Regions from separate parts of the Sus scrofa genome. Here regions 2 and 3 are each linked to region 1. Evidence: chromatin contacts called from public HiChIP or PLAC-seq data. All regions are on one chromosome and are shown on one strand. The core of a region is the stretch at or near the end of the contact, and the rest is flanking DNA. Distances in the headings are between cores, read along the strand shown.

Region 1 (3,695 bases), core at 818-3,317:
ATGCACCTGCTTCCTTTTCTCTCTCTGATTTCCCAAGTACCTCTGAGAATCCCTCCTTCTTTCCCAGGGACCCAAAAGGAACCCCATGTGGTGGGACCCCCATGGGCCTTGGGGTGCTGCAGTCCCAGCAGAGCCAAACCCCACCCCCCTCACCCCAGGATGAAGGGTTTTTCCAACTGTGGCTCCCCAGGCTGGGTGCCTGGTCCTGAAGCCAGGTTTTAGTGAGAGCCTTTTGTGGCCCTCTATCTCATCCAGAGAACCTTGGTCTTTTGGATGAGACACTTGGTGGACAAGGACGCCCTTTCTTATGAGAAATCAGTCCACTGAGAGGCACTATCCCATCAGTAGGACCCTTGTATTTCCTGCCTGGAGAGTAAGCCCCCTGTTTCCTCCTGGGATGTGAGAAATGGGTTCTAATCCCTCCATTTCCACAACCTCACCTCCTCAGCATCTCCTTTTCACAAATGGGCCCAGAGAGAGCTTCCGGGCCTCAATCTCACCCTGGCGGGGAAGATGAACGTGGCCTCCCTTCCCTGCCGCAGTGAGTCAGGTGAAAGAACACACAGGGAAGAGCCAGACAGTCATGTGTTCAAACCCCAGCCCTGACCCTGACAGCTGTGTGACCGAAGGCCACTCATGGCAACCTCTCTGATCCTCAGTTTCCTTATCTGTAAAATGGGGACCTGACCAGACCCCGCCCTGTGGGGTGGTTATCAGGGAGAAGTGAAGCAGTTCGGAGCTGGCACGGTGCCAAGTCTAGGGATTTCCGAGCGGGACACGACAGCTTACCAGGAAAGACTGTGGCCCGTCCATCCCGGGGAGGCTGTGCCAGATCAGAGGGAAGCTCAACAAGCCACTTGAAAGGGACCTTGACTCATTTTGTGGTAACTGAATGTGCAGTTCAGGAAGTGCTTCGCAAGAGCGAACTGGGCTCCAGCCGCCCCCTCGTCCCCCTGCCCTCTGCTCCGAATCCTCAGAGCCATGACGCTGTTCCCAGCAGCGCTCCCCGTCTGGCATCCGCTGGTGCGCACGCGCATGGGCCACAGGACTTGTGCATGCGCGCTGCAAGCCCACTGAAGGCTGATCGGGATGCGGCTGCGCGGTTCAAGGACACAGTCCGACCACCTCAAGCCACCATTGAGGGCAGGTGCTCAGCTCTCTGCACCTCTTGTAGCTGATGCTCCTGCAGGTCCGGCCAGCACCACGGAGCACTTGACATTTAATCGTCAGCAGCTCTCCTGGAAAGTAGTGAACAGAAGTTCACTGTTTAAGGCTGGGGAAACTGAGGCACCCCAAGGTTATGAAATGCCCAGGCATGGAGGGTGAGTCCAGAGCTGGGATGGAACCCGGGGAGTTGGACTGCAGAGGCTGCTTCCTAACTGCGGGCATCTAGAATCAGGCACACGGTAGGTCTCCGTGGTTCTAAATAGGCGTGAAAGTGCGGCCCACGTGGTGTTGGGAGTGTGGAGCGAAAGAGGGGTGTGGAGCGGCTTTAGCCCCTGCTGCTGCTTCCCTGGAGGGCGAGGGAGGGGCACTGAGTGCCAAGGCACCTCGGGGAGTGTGGCAGGGCCCCCTCTGGCTTCGGGTAGGATGCGCCTCAAGCCTGGGCTACAGCTGCCCTGGGAGTAAGCATAGCCACTCCAGCTGCACCCACGTGGACCCTCCAGCCACCCCGCTCCCCAACTCCCACTGAACACCCCCAGGACATGGGCAGCAAGAGCCTGGGGTACTGTGTACTGAGGTCAGTAGAGAACTGTGAGGTGACCTGCTGGGGGCTGATGCCTTTGAGGACCAGAGCCTGGATAGGGTGGGGACCTCTGAGAGGATGAGGCTGCCTGACCATTATCCCCCATCTCTCTCACTCCTGTCTGCCCATGTCTGGCTAGCGGGTTTCCAGGGAAAGGGAAGTGGGAGAGGGAAGTGACATGGGAAAGTGAGTGGCACAGAACTGCAGAGTTAGCTCCCAAGTCCTGAGAAAAGCAGATCCTCCTCTGTCCCCGGCCTCACTGGCCTGGGGGAGAGAGTACAGTGGCCTCACTGGCCTCAGGGAGAGAGAACTGTCAGTTGAGCTAGACCCCTGCTGGGAAGTCAGGGCCTGTCCTAGTTCCTCATTCAAGGCACCCGCCCCAATCCCCAAGGCAGTTAAAAGCCCCGAATTGCCCAACTCAGTCAAGGGAAGCCTGGCCCATGGTCCCGCACACCCTCGGAGCCTGGGCCTGGCTGCCAGACCTGGTCTGTCTGGCCCCCGAGGCCGGACAGTGACCCACTCTGTGTTCCGGAGCCCACGTGTCGAGGAGGAAGCTGCCATTCTGACAGTCCAGAAACATCTGTTCCCCATTCGTCATTGTCAAGCTCTGATGTCTTTTGGGACTAAGTTTGAAGGACAGTTTTTAACTGTCGTAACCAAAAAAGTAAAAGGAAATAAACAATTACAGGCCTTCTTTATTTCAGAACTTTTTTGCTGTGTGGGTAGAAAGCTCTTCCAGTAAATAGGAGCTTGGACTAAATTACCCTCCCAGACAATGAGTTGCTAGAGGGTCTCCCCTCCCCCCTGCTTCACACCCCATTGTGCTGAGAAATGTTGAGATAAATACATTCCGGCTAAGGCTGGAACAAACGAGCAGCAGAAGACATTTCCTTTTCACCTGGGCTTGTCTGTGCGTCTTTCAGAAGACACCTGTGACCTGGTCCAGTGCCCCTGATGCTCTGTGATCAAAATGCCTTGAGTGACAGCGGCTGCGCTCAGGACCAGTATCATCATTTACCTTCCTAGCCTGTAACAGCTCCTGCTCTGATCTGGATGTTTCCAAGATGTGCTTGTTTGTACAATGGATGCACCAGTTTAGACTCATGGGAACTGTAGAGGCATCCAGATAAGCCCTGAGAGTTCTTACAGCCTGCCCACTCCATGCCCTGACACACTCGCATGTCACTGGATTCATAAAGTACCCTGTCTGTCAGAGGCCAAGGGTGGGTGAGCGGTCCTCTTGGAGCCAGTGAAGGACCATGGCTTTTTGCAGGGCTCCGCTGCACCTGGAGGACTCTCCCACTTAGGCAGGTGCTCTGGGACCTCAGGGACAATGGGAGGATGCTTCCAGCAGGAGTCAGGGTCTAGGTTCCTGGGATGTGACAAGTGAGCCATTGGTCCCTCTCTATCTTCCTGCTTGTCATGTTGGGTGTTTTGGTTTGCTGTGGCTGCTGTAACATCCTTGGTGGCTTAAAACAACACAAGTGTATTCTCTGACAGTTCTGGAAGCCAGATGCCCGAAATTAGTCTCACTGGGTTGAAGGCAAAGTATTGTTCTTTGCAGGAGGCTTTTTCGGAGGGTAGATTTGGCTTCCTTGACTGTTCAGCTTCCAGAGGCTGCCTGCACCCCTGAGTAGTTATTGCAGAAGCCTCATTACAAAGATGCAGTCAAACCTTGTTGGGAGAACTGTAGTATATTTGGGGCCACCCATCTCTGCTGCACCCAGTTTCCTTGGGGGCAGTGTCCCTTCCTTCCACTGTGTGATATCTGGAGGGGGGGGTGGCCCCAGATGCCACACAGGAGCGAGATGCCAGTTCCTCTTAGCCTCTCTTAGTGCAGGCTGAGCCCGAGCGGGGGAATTCAGGGAGGGGACATACCACCAAGCTCCACTGTTGGGATGCTGTTATCTAAGACTTGGGAGCTTACCTTGTTCAGCTCAGCAATGAC
Region 2 (4,005 bases), core at 794-3,293, 84 kb after region 1:
CCATTCCCCAAAGCCAGGAAAGCAGCCCAGGGCCCCTGGGAGGAAGAAAAGAGCCCCAGATACTCATGAGGTGTCAGGGCTAAAGCTCTCAGGCCTCTGTGGACTCTGGGTCCCAGGGCAGGTCAAGGCTAAGGTGATGGATGAAGGAAAGAAGAAGGAGGGAGCGGGGAGGGGAGGGAAAGGCGGAAAGAAACGGGAAGTTGGGAGGATGGAGAGCGGGACAGAGGGCACAGGAAACCAGTCAGGGTGGGCGTCAAGGCCAAGGCCAGGGGGCTGTGACAGGCCTCTGTGGCTTCTGCCCACCGGCTTCCTGTGATCGCAGAGGGGCCTCAGGGAATAAAGGCTAATGACCAAGGGGTGGGGGGCTGTGGAAAGTTGTCCGTGTGGGAGGCCTTGGGAGCCGGCTTCCAGGCAGGTTCCAGGTTCAGACCCACTGTGGGCCAAGCATAGGTGGCCAGGCAGTGGTTGAGGTTTGGCATAGAGGGATCTGGGGGGGTGTCTGGGGAGGGCTTTCCTGGACCAGAGACCTGGGCAGAAGGAGACATGAAGAGGCTGTGGGTGATTCGGGGCCATGTTCCCTTCACCCCTAAACAGTCCCTCCCCCCACATATAATAGAGTAGCAGCTATTTGCAGGGAAGAGGGAAGAGAAATATCAGCAGACCCAGGGGTTAAATAAGGACCAGGAGACAGGCTGTGAGGATTTATGTCTGAAGAATGAGAGAGGAGGAGGTCACAGCCCAGGCCTTGCCCGGGGCCTGTGGTGAGGCACCCAGGGCTGGCTGGGAGGTTTGAGTTTAGACAGAGACGGGAGACGGGAGCTAGCTTCTCTGCAGCCCAGCTTTGCTACCCACTGGTGCAGCCAAGCTCCCCGAGGGCTCCCCCAGAGGGGCCGGCTCTGGGGCTCTCAGTCCCCAGGGAGATTCCTCCTGCCTGGGCATCGGGTGAGTGTGGAGAGAGCACGGTCTGCACAGCCTCTGCTGAGCCCATCTTCTGCCCCAGCTCCTGCTTACGGAGCCCCCTGCCCCCGGGACAGTGCTGCCGAGCTCCACTCAAGATGCCCCCACGCCACCATGATGGTACAACCCGGCTGCCCAGGACTCAGCATGGCCGAGGACACCTCCCCCTTCCCACCAAGAAGAAGCAAAGATGCTTTGGGGGGCAGAAAAGCATCTCAAAAGATGCTCAATTTGACTCCTTCAAGATTTGAGGAAGGAGTCAAAAACCATACAACCCATTCACCAAACTGGTCCTTGTCGACAGGAAAAGACGAGATACCCTGATGACATGTTGAGTGAGCTGTGAGGTCTCCTATCTGGGTCCTCCCTGTTCTCCTGGAACCCACCCCTCCCTTCTGTACTGAATTTGAGTGAACTATAATTTGGAAGTAGATTTATATGTTTAAATAAATGAGGAATTCCTTTTGTGGCTCAGCGGTAACAAACCCAACTAGTAGCCATGAGGATGCGAGTTTAATCCCTGGCCTCGCTCAGTGGGTTAAGGATCTGGAGTTTCCATAAGCTGTGGTGTAGGTGGCAGATGTGGCTCAGATCCTGTGTTGCTGTGGCTGTGGTGTAGGCCGGCAGCTGCAGCTCCGATTTAACCCTTAGCCTGGGAACTTCTGGGTGCAGCCCTAAAAAGACAAAAAAAAAAAAAAAAAAAAAAAAGATTAAATATATGAACCCGTTTGTTACTTTAGCGTGAGTGAAAAATCAATTTTTCTACATTTAAAATTTTTATAGAAAATGAGATGTTCTCAAAAAAAAAAAAAAATGATCTGGTTCTACTAGAAACCACATTTTAGAGAAACTTCCGGATTTTGCCCAGACAAAAGGCCCCAGGTTTGGGCTTTGCCGTTGGTGTCAGCAGCTGAGCCTTGTCCTTGAAGCAGTCATGACTCAGCCGATTCAAAAGAAACTTGAGTGTGAATTCTGCCCTCCGAAGATTCAGGGCTCAACCTTGGCACACGCCCTGTGTCCACTGCGTCACCTCCGTCACATCTGCTCAGGGATGTCGCAATCCTCCCTGACTCACGGGGGAAGCACAGGCTGCAAGTGGCCAAGGAGCTCCCACCCACGGGGTGGGCTGCCGGTCACCTGCCGGGTGAGTCAGTGTCCAACAGATGCCTCCATGGAGGAGCAGAAAAAATAAGAGAGTGGCTGGGCCCTGAGCAAACACGATGGCATGTTTGTTTTGTGATTTTGATGGAATGCTGCAGGGTCAAGAGTGACTCGTCATATTCTTCAACCAAGTTGGTTAGAATGGAAACAGTTGTTTCTTGGGGCTGGAAGAGGCAGGAGGGGCTGCGTGCCCTTGAGCCCTGGGCCGCTGGGGCCTCTTGTGCCCCTCACGTGGGTGCTGGGGGGCAGTGGGCTTGGTTCTGCTGCCACCCTGCAATTCCTCCTGACATTCACAGGTCCCTTGTGACTGCAAAAAGGGAAGTCTGAGCCAGGAAACAAACCCAGTGCTTCGTGCCCACTGTCAGGGCTTCCTATGACCCTGCTCTGCTGACCGCCCTGCCACCTGCTTTGGAAACAGCACATGGGGTCAGTGAGCAGGGCCTCCCCATCCCAGGCCCGTTCCAGAGCGCAACTGAGAGCAGCAGGGCTCTGAGCTTTTTGCGTTTGGAAGATCAAGGGGATCCCCTTTCTAGAGAGCTTGCTCTATGTGTCGTCATGGCCAAAGTGAGGGGAGGACATTTGACACCGCTTTGCTTGCATTCTCCCTCCCTTCCTTCCTTGTCTTTTTAGGGCCACACCCGCGGCATATGGAAATTCCCAGGCTAGGGGTTGAATCTGAGCTACAACTGCCAGCCACAGCCAAGCCACAGCAACGCCAGATCCGAGCCACACCTGCAACCTACACCACAGCTCACGGCAATGCCAGATTGTTAACCCACTGAGCAAGGCCAGGGATTGAACCCATATCCTCATGGATTCTAGTCAAGTTTGTTATAGCCGAACCACGATGGGAACGCCCATAACTTAGCTTTCTAATATGCACACAGAGGAGGGTGTCAGTGTGATAGCCTGTGGGATTCATGTGACAGTCTTGTCCTCCAGAGTCATCTTCTGAGAACGAGAGGGTCCTTGGTCTTTGGGGGCCCTAGGGAGCCAGGTGCCATCCCTCAGAGCATTGGTTCTAGGTCAGCTCCCTCGGGCCTCTCTGGGTCCGAAGCTGCTCTGGGGAGTCATTGGTCTGAAGGGAGAACTCAGGAAGGGCGAGGCTGGTCCTCTTGGGAGCTTCTGGAAGAGGCACCAGGGCTCCAGGGTGGGTGATTATCATCAAGGCTGGGGTTCAAGCAAGGCCCATCAGAAGGAAGCTTTGCCCTGAGTTTGAAAGCTGATTCCAAAAGCGCCCTGATTTGAATTCCTTTTCTTCTGTCTTTCTCTCAAATTCTGGGTTTCTCCACCTGGTTCTTTTGCACCCCAGGGCCCCAGCACATGTTTCTCTGATACCTAAAGCCTCCTGCTCCCTGGCCTGCCAGGACCGCCCTCCCATCACCAACTCCACCTCTCACTCTGCAGTCACATCTTGGGTCTCCTCGCCGGGAGAATCTGCTTTCCCAGAGCCTGAAGTGCTTAGCTCTTAGGTCATAACCTCTGACCATTTCCCCCCAAATGCACACAAATAAAAACATAAATACGAAGTTTTAGGAAGTTCAAGGCACCTTGAATCTAGGTTAGGCACCCCTGGATGCTTTAACCCCTGGCCCATATGCATAACTCCCCACTTCCACACTGAACTTTCTAGTAGCCAGTGTATAAGGAGCCCTCCTTAGGAAGGGTCTTTCTTGAGCCTGACCTACTTTTTTGAGAACCTAATGAAAGCTGTGGATTTTTCCTTATCTAATGCACTTATCCTAATACATCTAAAGTTTAGCCTTCATTTTCAGAAGTTTCACACTCTTCCTTAGCTTATTCATAGCATTCTGCTCTGCTCTCTTATGACATTCCATTAATTCTGGGTCTAAGCACCTTCCCCATGCTCCAGTCAGGCTGGTTCCT
Region 3 (3,829 bases), core at 388-2,887, 130 kb after region 1:
CCAGGGATCAGGTAGGAGCTGCTGTTGCCACTTGGGCCACAGCTGTGGCAATGCCTAATCCTTAACCCACTGTGTCCCAGTGCTTCGAGACGCCACCGATCCCATTGCACCACAGTAGGAACTCCTCTTTTTGGCTGCACCTGCAGCATATGGAGATTCCCAGGTTAGGGGTCGAATCAGAGCTACAGCTGCTGGCCTGCGCCGGAACCACAGCAATGCAAGATCCGAGCCTCATCTGTGACCTACACCACAGTTCACGGCAATGCCAGATCCTTAACCCACTGACCAAGGCCAGGGATCGAACCTGTGTCCTCATGGATACTAGTCAGGTTTGTTACCACTGAGCCACAATGGGAACTCCCAGAAACTCCTCTTCCTATTTTTTTAAATATAGGAGTGTGTGGCTCTTAGCCGCTCCTTCCTTTTCTTAAAGTAGGAGGCTGGGCTCCAGGGCACTGACTTGTCAGCTGTGCCCAGGACCTGTGCACCATTGCCTCACCTGTCCTTGGGAGGAGGGGCCCTGGACAGAGTTTGGGTTGATTGTCTTGTCTGCATCCTGCCCTTCAACGCCCTGCCACAGATGGTGTCACTTTAGTTCCCTACCTTCTCCTGAGGTCTCTCTCTTTAGCCTCTGATGTCAAGCCAGGTTCTGAGCTGCCTCACACTCTGCAGTCTCTCCACCAGATCCTGGGACCACCATCTCTTTGGTTCTCATGCATCCAGGAACCCCACTCTGCTGGTAGCACTAACACTATTATGAATCCATCCCCCTCCTCATCCACCTCAAGCAGATCCTGCCTGGTTCCTTCCAACCCACCGTCTTCCCCGCGGGCATCCTCAGACGCACAGCAAGGCTTGAGCTCCCTCGACTGTTTTGTGCCCAAGGAAGGCTCCAAAGGCTGGGTTGGGGGAGGGAGTTTGAGGGGCCCAAGGAAGGCTTCTCAGAGGAACTTCGGGACCCTGGGACCTGACGGAAGCAGAAATATAGACAAGCAAAAAGCCTAAGGGATGTTCTTCAGAGAGAGACAGAGGGCCAGCCCTGTGGAAGATGGGACAAGATGCTTAAAGTGGGTGCAGGCTCTGGGCAGGGCAGCAGCAAGAAAAAGCATGAGAAGAGGGGGAGTTCCCTGGTAGTCTAGTGGTTAGGACTTGGCTTTCACTGCTGCCGCCAAAGTTCAGTCCCTGGCCTGGGAACTGCGATCCCACATCAAGCCGCTGCACAGAGGCAAAAAACAAAAACAAAAACAAAACAGGAGGAGTTGCTACAGGGGGCCTCACAAGCTGAGCTGGGTGTGGTGGGTGGTGGGTGCCTCGGAGGGCCTCCGGCAGGAATCCCTTTCATCGTGATTTGTGATTAGCTTTTCTTCCATCTTTGGGAATAAAAATTGCACAGTCTGGACTTCCTGTTGTGGCTCAGCGGGTTAAGAACCCAACTAGTATCTCTGCGGACTTAGGTTCGAGCCCTGGCCTTGCTCAGTGGGTTAAGGATTCAGTGTTGCAGTGAGCTGTGGTATAGGTCGGAGATGAGGCTCAGATCACACATTGCTGTGGTTATAGCTCTGATTCGACCCCTAGCCTTGGAACTTCCATGTGCCACGGGTGTGGCCCTAAAAAGAAAAAAAAATTGCACAGTCAACTCTTCCTCACAAAAAAATTCGTCATCTTCTTGCAGCATCTGTACCATCCTCTTTTCCCTGGCCTTGATTAGCCTCTGGCCTTTCTGTGAAAGCTCAGTTTTTCAACCCACCCCCGCCCCAGTGTTGGCAGTGGCCTCTCTTGGCATCCAGGCCACCCCGTTCTGTTCCAGCCAAAGCTGGGGTGGGGTTGGCGAATGTCTCCTTTGTGTGCATTTTACACAGCCGAGCTCGGGGCTTTCATGCATCGTCTAGCTCAGGAGGGCAAAAGTGGTGCCTGAGCCCAGAGGTCAGGGATCCAGGACCAGGAGAGTTTTTTGCCTTCCCCCTGTTGGTTCCCAATGCCCCACTACACTATTTGCTGAACATTTTAGGACAAACTGTAGTAACATGTTAACTTTTTATTTCAAACACAGCTTGAATTTTATCCCGTTTTCAGATCACCCAAGAGGATAAATTCCCCTCATCTTAAACCTAATGGTCCGCATTGAGAAATCGCCCCACCTCTGAACACAGGAACTTTTATTTTGTAGCTACTGTCTCTGCTGCTCAAAGTCTGGCTTTCTGTTTGGGAGTCTCCCAGGGTGATGGTGCCGCCAGATAAAAGTTGTAATGGGAGAGGGAGGGCGGGCTCCTGGGAAAAAGGTGGGGCAGAGAGTAAACAGACCTCCAATCTGACAGTCTAGACAGCACCCAGTAGGTCTGCAGAGTGACTCCAACCTCCTATGAATGCCCTCTATTCAGTAGTCCTGGCTTTTGTTTAAGGCTGGGCTCCCTTGTGAAGAGCGGAGAACTGGCTGAACTGGTCTGGCCACTCAGCCACCGTGAAGACGTCCCCCCCAGGCCCAGGACTCAGGTGAATGAAGTCATCAATATTTTCAAGGCAGTTCTAATCTGTGATTAACTTTTATCTCTGCTGTGAAATACCAGCCTCCTTTTCAGCCTGCTAACAATAAGGTTACAACTGGTTGCCCGGAGGGGGCTGTTTCCTGCTAGGCTCAGACCTAAACAGAGGCAGCCTTGAGAAAGCTGACTGGGGGTGGGGACTGGAGGTTGGGGGCACCCCAGGGGACAGCCCCCGAAGGAGGAAGGGACAGGCATTCTCCCTTGTTATTCCAACATACCCAGCCGTCCTGACCTGATTTCAAACTCAGCTCACCCAAAGCCAGACAGACCACTTTCTCCTGCCCTGTCCCCTTGTTTAAGCGGGAAGGGAAGCCTTGATGGAACCATCTGGTAATTTTTGAGCCCTGTCATCCAACCCTGCTTGGAATCCCTCAGTGAACACAGCTACACCTTGCAAGTCCTTCCATCCATCCTCCCCTCCTGCACTCTCACCTTTGCAGGAGACTTTAAATTTCTCGGCCCACATCAGGGCTCAGAAAAAAGGTAGCCAGAGTTGTTTTTCTAAAAGACATATCTGTTCCTCTGACCAAAGTTCCTACTAGAGAGACTCTGGAACTGGACATTCAGGGCCCTGGATGGCCCTGCTGAGAACTTCAGGTTCTCGTACTCATAGGGAATGTTGTAGGTAAACCAGAAAGGTGAAACCCAGGGCTCTTTTGGTCTATATCTTGTTTACTCAATTTTGATGAAGACAGCGTACTAGAAATAGTTTACTTTCCTCTTCATTCTAGTGGTAGAACAAGAGCAGAGCAAGCAAGATGTGACCATTTACACATGGCCTCACTGCTGGGGAGACAGTAGGGAGTGGTGGGGACTAGTGCTAAGACTGGGACAAAGCCAGTAAGCTGCCTAATGAACAAATTTTAAGGAGATGCTCACTCTCAGGGCCTTGCAAATATAGGGTCAGCACCTGAAAGTGAGTGCCTCCTTAAATTTTGCTCCTTGAGCCTCGCTTGCCCCACCCTAGTCTGGCCCTGGTGGTGAAAGGGAAAGTGGATCCACCCAACTGCCTTTTAGCGAGTTGTTGCCAACATAGTGGTCCTGCTGCTGCCAACAGGTGCTGATAGCTGCCCGGTGATGTCAAGTGACAAAATAGACTTTAGAAATAGAATTTTGGAGCCAGGGTGAGTTTTAAATTAGCATCATTCTGTGTGTGTGTGTGTGTGTGTTTAGGGCTGCACTTGCGGCATATGGAGATTCCCAGGCTAGGAGTCCAATTAGAGCTACAGCTGCCGGCCTATGCCACAGCCACAGCAATGCCAGATCTAAGCGGCATCTGTGAACTACAC

The links. HiChIP or PLAC-seq counts read pairs in DNA pulled down with a chosen protein or histone mark.
Region 2: a contact with region 1 is called in an H3K27ac HiChIP or PLAC-seq map of alveolar macrophages. The contact joins two enhancer-like sites. A contact is called at or near these places in 2 of 47 Hi-C or Micro-C datasets (embryonic fibroblasts and skeletal muscle) and 1 of 2 datasets of contacts at active chromatin or transcription factors (alveolar macrophages).
Region 3: an H3K27ac HiChIP or PLAC-seq map of alveolar macrophages shows a contact between it and region 1. The contact joins two enhancer-like sites. A contact is called at or near these places in 2 of 47 Hi-C or Micro-C datasets (embryonic fibroblasts and skeletal muscle) and 2 of 2 datasets of contacts at active chromatin or transcription factors (alveolar macrophages and skeletal muscle).

Annotation. Positions count from the first base shown.
Region 1 is chr3:44,912,399-44,916,093 of Sscrofa11.1, forward strand. The region is part of intron 1 of LOC106509733 (a long non-coding RNA gene); the gene reads left to right. Among named protein-coding and RNA genes, the nearest start is that of BCL2L11, 280 kb to the right of the region's middle. Within about 2 kb of position 2,068, at least 14 of the 83 cell types and tissues checked have an H3K27ac peak or open chromatin away from gene starts, as enhancers often do. A contact at or near this core is called in alveolar macrophages and skeletal muscle, where this site is marked.
Region 2 is chr3:44,996,763-45,000,767 of Sscrofa11.1, forward strand. The region is part of intron 4 of LOC106509733 (a long non-coding RNA gene); the gene reads left to right. Among named protein-coding and RNA genes, the nearest start is that of BCL2L11, 200 kb to the right of the region's middle. Within about 2 kb of position 2,044, at least 26 of the 83 cell types and tissues checked have an H3K27ac peak or open chromatin away from gene starts, as enhancers often do. A contact at or near this core is called in alveolar macrophages and skeletal muscle, where this site is marked.
Region 3 is chr3:45,039,019-45,042,847 of Sscrofa11.1, forward strand. The region is part of intron 4 of LOC106509733 (a long non-coding RNA gene); the gene reads left to right. Among named protein-coding and RNA genes, the nearest start is that of BCL2L11, 160 kb to the right of the region's middle. Within about 2 kb of position 1,638, at least 19 of the 83 cell types and tissues checked have an H3K27ac peak or open chromatin away from gene starts, as enhancers often do. A contact at or near this core is called in alveolar macrophages, where this site is marked.